2 separate regions of the Triticum aestivum genome follow, and region 1 is linked to region 2. The links are chromatin contacts, called in public HiCAR-type maps. All regions are on one chromosome and are shown on one strand. Each heading gives the region's core, a stretch centred on a gene start, on an enhancer-like site or on the middle of the called end of the contact. The rest is flanking DNA. Distances are from core to core; before and after follow the strand shown. Region 1 holds the start of LOC123186324 (serine/arginine repetitive matrix protein 1). Region 2 holds the start of LOC100125739 (protein TIFY 3).

Evidence for each region. HiCAR-type assays count read pairs that join an accessible place to other places.
Region 1: a contact with region 2 is called in a HiCAR-type map of leaf, with 5 times the contacts expected there. The contact joins the promoter of LOC123186324 here to the promoter of LOC100125739 in region 2. A contact is called at or near these places in 3 of 5 Hi-C or Micro-C datasets (leaf and an unstated tissue) and 1 of 1 datasets of contacts at active chromatin or transcription factors (leaf).

The regions. Positions count from the first base shown.
Region 1 is chr2A:738,458,777-738,462,716 of IWGSC CS RefSeq v2.1, reverse strand. LOC123186324 (serine/arginine repetitive matrix protein 1) reads right to left here and starts at 1,841. Exons shown (of 2, transcript XM_044598105.1): 1 at 1,354-1,841; 2 at 667-1,238. The coding sequence starts at 1,826. The coding sequence ends at 1,145.
Region 2 is chr2A:738,310,538-738,314,559 of IWGSC CS RefSeq v2.1, reverse strand. It overlaps LOC100125739 (protein TIFY 3), which reads left to right and starts at 2,172. Exons shown (of 5, transcript XM_044603441.1): 1 at 2,172-2,189. The coding sequence starts at 2,172.

The sequences.
Region 1 (3,940 bases), core at 592-3,091, 150 kb before region 2:
TCCATCGGCGTCCAGGCCGGAGTTCCCTCACGTTTGGTCTGGTCATGATTCGTTGTGGACACAACACACAACGACCGGACGCCTTCGTCCAGCTCCGGCGGCTTCGTCTACGGTCGGGCACGGGACGGGAGGGAGGCGTGCCGCGCCCATCGACGGCCCACAGTCCACCGGAGTTCGACCGGCTTTGCCTTTGCCTTTGCCTTTGGCCCTTTGCCATGGGCGGGGTGCAGCGAATGGTCGATTTCTACGTTTCTTAATCCTAAAGGTCGTGGTACGGGATGACCAAATAGACGACACGTTGCGCTGGCTCCCTGCTTCTACTGTGAATCGCGAGTGACAGGCCGAAATAAAGCTCCGCGAGTTGCTGTAGTCTCTAGTACGTTTGCAGGTATACGGTTCCTTTCGTTTCCAAGCACATATTATAAAGTTTTCGGAGGTACTACTCCATAGTAGAGTACATACTACCAGCGGCGAATCCAGAAAGGAAATGGAGGGGGGGCTCAAAGTTAATATATCAATCCCTTTGTCCAAAGATGCTCAAACTTTCCCAGATTTATAGTAGTCACATGAAGTATTTACAGGAGTTTTCTCAGATTTTTTCGAAGCAATCAAATTTTGAGGTAAAAATTGGTATGGTCAATTTAAACAGCCAACACGTGCCAAATATGAGCCTGAAACGATATGATATTTTACAACAGCAATACTAGTAAGTAGTAACATATTTGGTCATACCACAAACTTTCGATTCCAAAGCATACAATTCACACAGCAATAGATAAAGTACTACAGAAGCAACAAAAAGGAAGACGAAACCAATGATGCCGGTTTTGCTTCTAACCAATGCTACTGTAGAACTATATAGATTATATGCTTCAGATCCCAAGCGCCATGCCATCTGTCCAAAAGTAGCTAGTTTATTGCGACGAAACAGTTGTATACAAAGTTGTACTAGAACTAGAAAACTCTTAAGCAATCACATTATACTCACGAGGCAGGTGAGCTTTCCGATCACTCTTTTTCTGGAATTGTATCATGATCTGATCATCATGAATACTTTTGAATATCCTTTTCTCACAATAGCACACCATTAAGTCATTGAGCCAATCATCCGAGATCTTATTGCGCAAATCTGTTTTGATGATCTTCATAGCTGAAAAAATTCGCTCAACAGATGAAGTTGCCACGGGGGGTGTTTGAAGTGCTTGCAAACCAATTGTTCAAAGTCTTTCTTTTCATTTCTACAAAAAACAGAGAAATAACTCACAGATTATGACTAGAAGCCCAGGCCAACTATGCTATTGGATTTCTGCAAAAAACAATGGTATGAGCAGCGTTGGGTAGGAGAAAAATAACCTCTTAACTGGACCTGATGAGCCAGCGCCCCGAGCAGTCGATCCCTTGACGCAGGGCTCTGCGGATGGCCGGTGGGCTCCACGAACGGCCGGTGAGGTCCCAACGGCTGGCTCCGGCGGCGTCGGTGGCGCCCTGGCTGTGTGCTCCGTCGACGGCGTCGCGGCGTACCGTGCTGCTCTTCGTGGGCGTCCTCGCGGCGTGAACTCCCTGGACGGCGTCACGGCGTGCTCTCCGTCGACGGCGTCGCGGCGTGCTCCGGCGGCGGCTAGGGTTGCGGTGCGGTGCGGCGGAGCTGTGGCTGGGTAAGGCGTCGAGATGTGTTGCAGCACGCTCGAATTGGTTGCTCGACACCAGCGTTTACAGGGGCTGGGCTGACTGCTGAGTAGATGGGCCTGTGTTTTCTGGGCTGGGCTGCTGTGATGAGTAGTAGTAAAAAAAAATTGTTCGATTTTGGAGGGCAGGCTTGAGCCCATCCAAGCCTGCCCCTTGGATGCGCCGCTGCATACTACGGCACAGGCGCACAGCCCACAGTGATGAGCTGTAGCGTACAGATACATCCGCATCCAGCTCCAGCCGTAGCCTGCAGCGAGCAATTAAAGCCCACAGTGATGAGCACGAGCAAAACGCTTGCGAAACGTGGACGCGGCGGTTGCAGAGCCCAAATCTGTCAGGACGGGAGCTGCATGCATGCGCCAGCTTACGACGGACCGCCCATTCCATTTCTCCTCGCCGCTTCTTTCTCTCGGGTCTCGCCACGAGTACAAATTAACTGCTGATTAGAAGAAACAAACCGCCAGGGATGCGCGAGGAAGACGAAGCTGGTGCGCGTTGGTTGAAGCCTAGCGAGTGCACGTGCATTGCATAGTAGAGATCGCGCCGCAAAGTGAACCAAAATGGCCGCGCGCGAGAGAGGAACAGAGCTTGAGCTCGGGAGGGACCGGGCTGGTGGTGTGGGGAAGGGGATTCCGCGTCGGTTGCTTGCGGTTTTGATGTGATGGACCACTCTGAGTCTGTAACACGGCAGGGCTGGATGAGCATCTTGGAGCAGTGACATGTAGAGTACATGTACATTCATCACCATCACCCACCCTGTTTAAAACAGTTCACCAGTCCATGCCTTTGGTTCTTTGCTGATTAGTATTAACTCTGTTTCTGCGCGACTCTGACGGGTGCAAACCACCAGCAGTCTGCGAATAGCCATATAGTAATCTGAAAAGAATAGCCATGGGAAAATTATGGAGAGAGCGCAGGGTTTCTCTGCGAGAACACAGGGACAGAGAAACGAGAGGAGGTACAGGGACAGCATGTCGTCGCATCGTAGCTCCGTTTCGGAGATAAAATAAAATTTGCAGACACACACAGGAAACTCATACATGCGTATGGTGAGGTTAGCTCTCTGGAGTTTCAGAAGCTGACTATGTTTTGAGAAATCAGTTGCAAACTGATTTGAGTATGATCCTTAGGGGAGAGGAGATTAAGTGGTACCAGAGGTCTAAAGAGAAAGATATTAAGGAGGGTGATGGTAACACAAAGTACTTCATGATTAAAGCTAGCGGTAGGAAGCGTAGAAGTACAAAAATTACATTCAACCAGGAAAGATATTAAGGGGATCATCCAAGGGGATGAGCAGCTCCTTAAATATGCGACCAATTTTTATAAAAAGCTCTTTGGGCATGTTGATTTACTCCCGGTCTCCTTAAACATTCCTCTAGAAGATATGCTTTCCGATGAGGACAAAAGTAAGTTGGTTGGTAAATTTACATTGGATGAGATAAAAATGGTAGTTTTTTCTATGAGGCATAATAGAGCTGCCGGTCCCGATGGTATGCCTATTGAATTCTTCCAAACCTTTTGGCACCTCATTTGTAATGATCTGCTGAGTCTCTTTCATGACTTCTATGATGATGTGATTGATATTCTAGGCTAAACTATGGGGTGGTTACTTTGTTAGATAAGGGTCAAGGGGCGGATAGGATTCAAATGTATAGACCTATATGCATGCTCAATGTCCCGTTTAAACTATTTACCAAAGTCTTGAACAATAGAGCTATGGCTATGGCTCACAAGACGGTTTCTAAGGTACAATCTGCGTTTATCAAAGGGCGGTATATTTTAGATAATGTCGTTGTTCTGCATGAGACACTTCACTCACTTCATAAGTCTAAATGCTCTGCTGTTATTTTTAAGGTTGACTTCGAGAAAGCTTATGACAAAATTAATTGGGACTTTATGCTTAGTACGCTGAAAATGAAGGGGTTTCCTGATAAATTTATTCATTGAACGAAAGCGGTTATTCATAATGGTAAAGTAGCTATAACGTTAAATGACTTGATTGGCCCTTATTTTGTTACTAGGAAAGGACTGAGGCAGGGTGACCCGTTCTCCCCACTATTGTTTAATCTTGCTGCTGATGTTCTTGCTACCCTGGTTCAAAGGGCACAAGAACAAGGGTTTATTAAGGGTGTTTTGCCTAGATTGTATGAGGGTGGTCTTACCATTTTACAATACGCGGATGATACAATTTTCTGCTTTGAAGATGACTTAGAAGGGGCTAGAAACCTTAAAGTCATTCTATGCGTGTTTGAGC
Region 2 (4,022 bases), core at 923-3,422:
CCAATAAAAGTTATAACGTGACACTGTAGTATTTTTAGTGCGTCGGGACCAATATTGTTTTAGCAGATGCCCAAAGACGCGCGTTCAAAAAGCAGACAGTGCAAATTGTGAAGCGCATCCAATCCGGATTTCAAAATATGCTGCGCGCGATAGCATTTTTCAACGCGCGCCCAAAACTTTTTAGCGCTATAGCATCTGCTGGAGCTGTTGGGTGCCCAAAAAAATAATTGAATTTTTAGTGCGCGGAGCTCTTTTTGGCACCTGTTGGAGATGCTCTAAGTGCGGGGAAAACTCGGATCGGATGTAAAGCCTACTACCACCGTTTCAAATTATAAGTTTTTTTTTTTCAAATGAATGAAGCAACACACTAAAATGCGTCTATGTATATCTGATTTAAAAAGATAGAACATCTCATAATTTGAAATGGAGGAAGTAACAAACAGCTACTAGTAACTTTTATACATTAAAAATGTAATCACAGCTTTTTACAGCTGCCAACCGGAAAATTGCTAAGCTTGGAATATTTATTTATTTTTAAGATTAAAGCTTGGAATATTTCACAAGTGGCAAGTGTGGGTGTATCTACTTATGTCATGGTCGACATTTGCATATTGCGTTGTACATAAATCTGGTTTGGATTATTTTTTGCTAATGTTAACTTGACAACGTATTGGGTTTTAATCTGATGCATGTAGATGAAAGGATTTTACTTGGACGCATATAAATGAACCCGTGCCATGGATTGAAATTATTTCAAAATGTTGCTCAATTGGAATTATAAGGTCAATGTTGCGGTTGTGTTTGATAAATCGCATGGGTCAGGTCATCTCAAAGCTTTTAGTCTTCACATTTTTAATGGTCTTGTCGTCTCCCCCGGGTACCTTTGATCTCTAGCTTGGCGTGTCGGTATATGTGAGGGAAGCGTGATGGAGGAGTTGGCGGCCAGGCTTCAACAACACATATCTGACAGTGTGTTGACCTCTCGCAGCTTCTTCCAAACAAGGGGGAAGCGGTAGACTCATCAACTCGCTACGAGGTGTACGGTGTGGGTGATTCTGTTATATGGCTAATAACAAACGACAATGTAATGGTAAAAAAAACAAGAGACGTTGCAACAAGGCGCCAAAGAGGTCCGAGCGAGAGAAATTGGCCCGATGCCGGGCCAAGCAAACGCGCGGGCAAACGAGGCATGTATAAGAACCATATGCAAGAAGAAGAAGTAGCGTTTGTCGTTTTGCGCTCGGAACTCACGCGCCCGAAGCTCATGGCGTGCTGACTTGGTGCCCGTTCGAAACCTCTCCGGTCACGAAACTCCGCTCCACGCGAGAAGCTCGGTTCGAGCCACTCCCTGCAATTGTGCCGCCGCTCCCTCCGCTCGAGGAGCTACAGTTGTGGAGCAGGGAGGATCCAAACGGCGGAAACAGGGCCTTAGTCTCTTAGATACCCGGAAAATACTCGAAGTTACCGTTTCGTCGGGGGTCACAACAAACCGGACAACCATAAAACCGAACCCGAAACCCCCTCGAACAAACGTCAAATTACTGCTGCCAAAAATAGGACACATATTCATTATCTTTTTTTGAGATGGCACATATTTATTCATTTACTCTCCCTGCCAATCCATGGCAGGTTATCTTTTGTACTACTACAAAAACATTCATTACCACTGTATCACTTGACCTTTATCAGCATCTCCTCCAGTGAGGCGCTGCCAAGTGACAGAGTATTATAAAGACAGTACTCCCTCTGTAAAAAAATATAAGAGCGTTTAGATCACTAAAATAGTGTTCCAAACACTCTTATATTTGTTTACAGAGAGAGTACTATATAAAAATTGAATGCGTAAAGATATCGGGGGCCCCTATATTATTATGGCCAGCCCAGTCACGACATTCACATGCGCGTTTGCTGTACACACACCCACTCCTCCGCCGGTCCATCTTTATCCCCGACCCCCTCCCGCTTCCTCCAATTCTCATTCCCAGGTCCCTTTCAGCGAGAGGGAGGGAGGGAGGGAGGAGCAGTTGGTTGAGACCCGAGGCGGAGATGGATCTGCTGGAGAGGAGCGCAGCCACTATTAAGGCGGAGCAGCAGGGGGAGGCCCAGCGCAAGGAAGCCGAGAGGAAAGAGCAGGAGCAGGAGCAGCAAGGCCAAGGGCTCACCGGCAGACACCCGCTCGCCAACGGCAGGTAGCCAGCCTCCTCCGTCCCCCTTCTCCCCGCTCTATGAAGAAACCACGGCGGATTCCGTCGAGGATTCCGCGTCCGTCGGTGTGATTCTGCCGGATTGCTTGTGTGCGTGCGCGGGTGTTGTTCTTGCTCTTGACTCGTGTTCCTCCCCCGCTTTCCCCTGTTCTTCATCACGCGCTTTCGCAATTGGCACCTCGAGGTCCAGCGTTATCGTGAGAGAGGCCCTTGCCGTCGGTTCCGTCGGTTCTCGGCTAGGTGTCGGTGCGGATTCTGGAATGCGTGTTGTGTTGTGTTCTTTCTCGTTGCTGTTCAAGTGTTGTTCCTGTCTCTCTCCCTGCGGTCCAAATCCTCCCAGCTTCAGTTTCCTGAACCTTTGCCTGCTGCTAAGAAATCTTCAGTTAGGGGGAATTTGGGGGGGCCGTGTTCTTATCCGGATGCTGCGAGGGCGTTTGGGTTGCTGGAAATCTGGCGTTACGGGCCCTCATCCTTCATGGTCATGGTTGATTTAATTTTAATGGCAAGAAAAATTACAACTTGTTTTGCTGTTGATGATAAACATTTCGGCAAATCTTTTCTTATCAAGCTAACTGAGTAAGCTACGGCTGCGGAAGAACTTTGCCCAAGATGGGCACAGATCCAGGCTGCCTTTCCCCCCTCACCGGTTCAGTTTCTTGTTCTACAATTTCTTGAAACCGTTACGATAAGTTTTTAATTCAGCCGCTGAGTTAGGTCCACATGAAGAACTCTTTAGGCCGCTTATACATTCTTCTTTGTGATGTACACCGAGCTATCCTTTTTGAGAAACATGGGTGAAAGAGTAGATCTGATCAAAGCTGAGTTCGGTGCCCAGATAACTTCCATAAACATGCAAAGCCCTACCAAGGATTCATCAACTGCCAAAAAGAACAAACGGAAAAACTAACAAGCTTTTCCACCAGTTTGCTTCATGGCCAATTGTGAAGCCGGGGGACCAACGACATGGTCTCTGACCAGGTATTCACAACGTTGAACTACTGGCCTTTGGGACATCGGCTGACATGTTAAGGCCCCTTGTGCCTACCATCATGTGTTGCAAGCGTGCAAACGGAACGCTTTGCTAACCCTGATAGTGTTCCTTCTGACCTTCGGGGCTTTTCGGCATATTTGTCAGCTGCAGTGCTTTGCATTGTTCGGCTGTTCACCATATTCATGCCACGTTAATTTGTTCTGTCCCTACTATCGTAGAATGTTTTCCTGTAAGGTTTGGCTACTACTGTCTATTTCTCGTTGGTTTACATTCAGTTAATTGGCGATGTGCTAGGCTGCTGTGAAACGATGGATCCTGTATTGGAGTTAAAATAAAATGTGACACTAAAAATGTGCCACTTGGAATCAATTTTCCTGCTTTTTTCTGAATTTATATATAGGTCTAATGGGTGCAGGATGTTTAGGATCTGTTAATTTTAGACAACGGTTGCAGACAACAATTAAGTCCACCACATATAATTTGCTAGGTCCAGTGCTTAATTAGGATGGAACAGAAGTTACGTGGGTCCAGTCCATCCACCCTGGACTGACTTTGAACTAGTCAGACAAGTTACTGGACGCTAGGCGGCACATACCCGTCCACCACGCCTTGAATAATTCAGAGTGGACCACAATTAGAGTCATAGTCTGCTGTTGTCTGATATCACATCATGCATTATAGAAGTTGTTAGACTCAGAATTGTTGGAACCTGCAAAGTAGTTGATGTTATTAATTTTAACTTAAAAGTTTTACAATGTAAATAACTGACTATTCTGATGTAGGCCCATGACCGGGGTATCATACAAGTCGTGACTAAGCGACAAGTC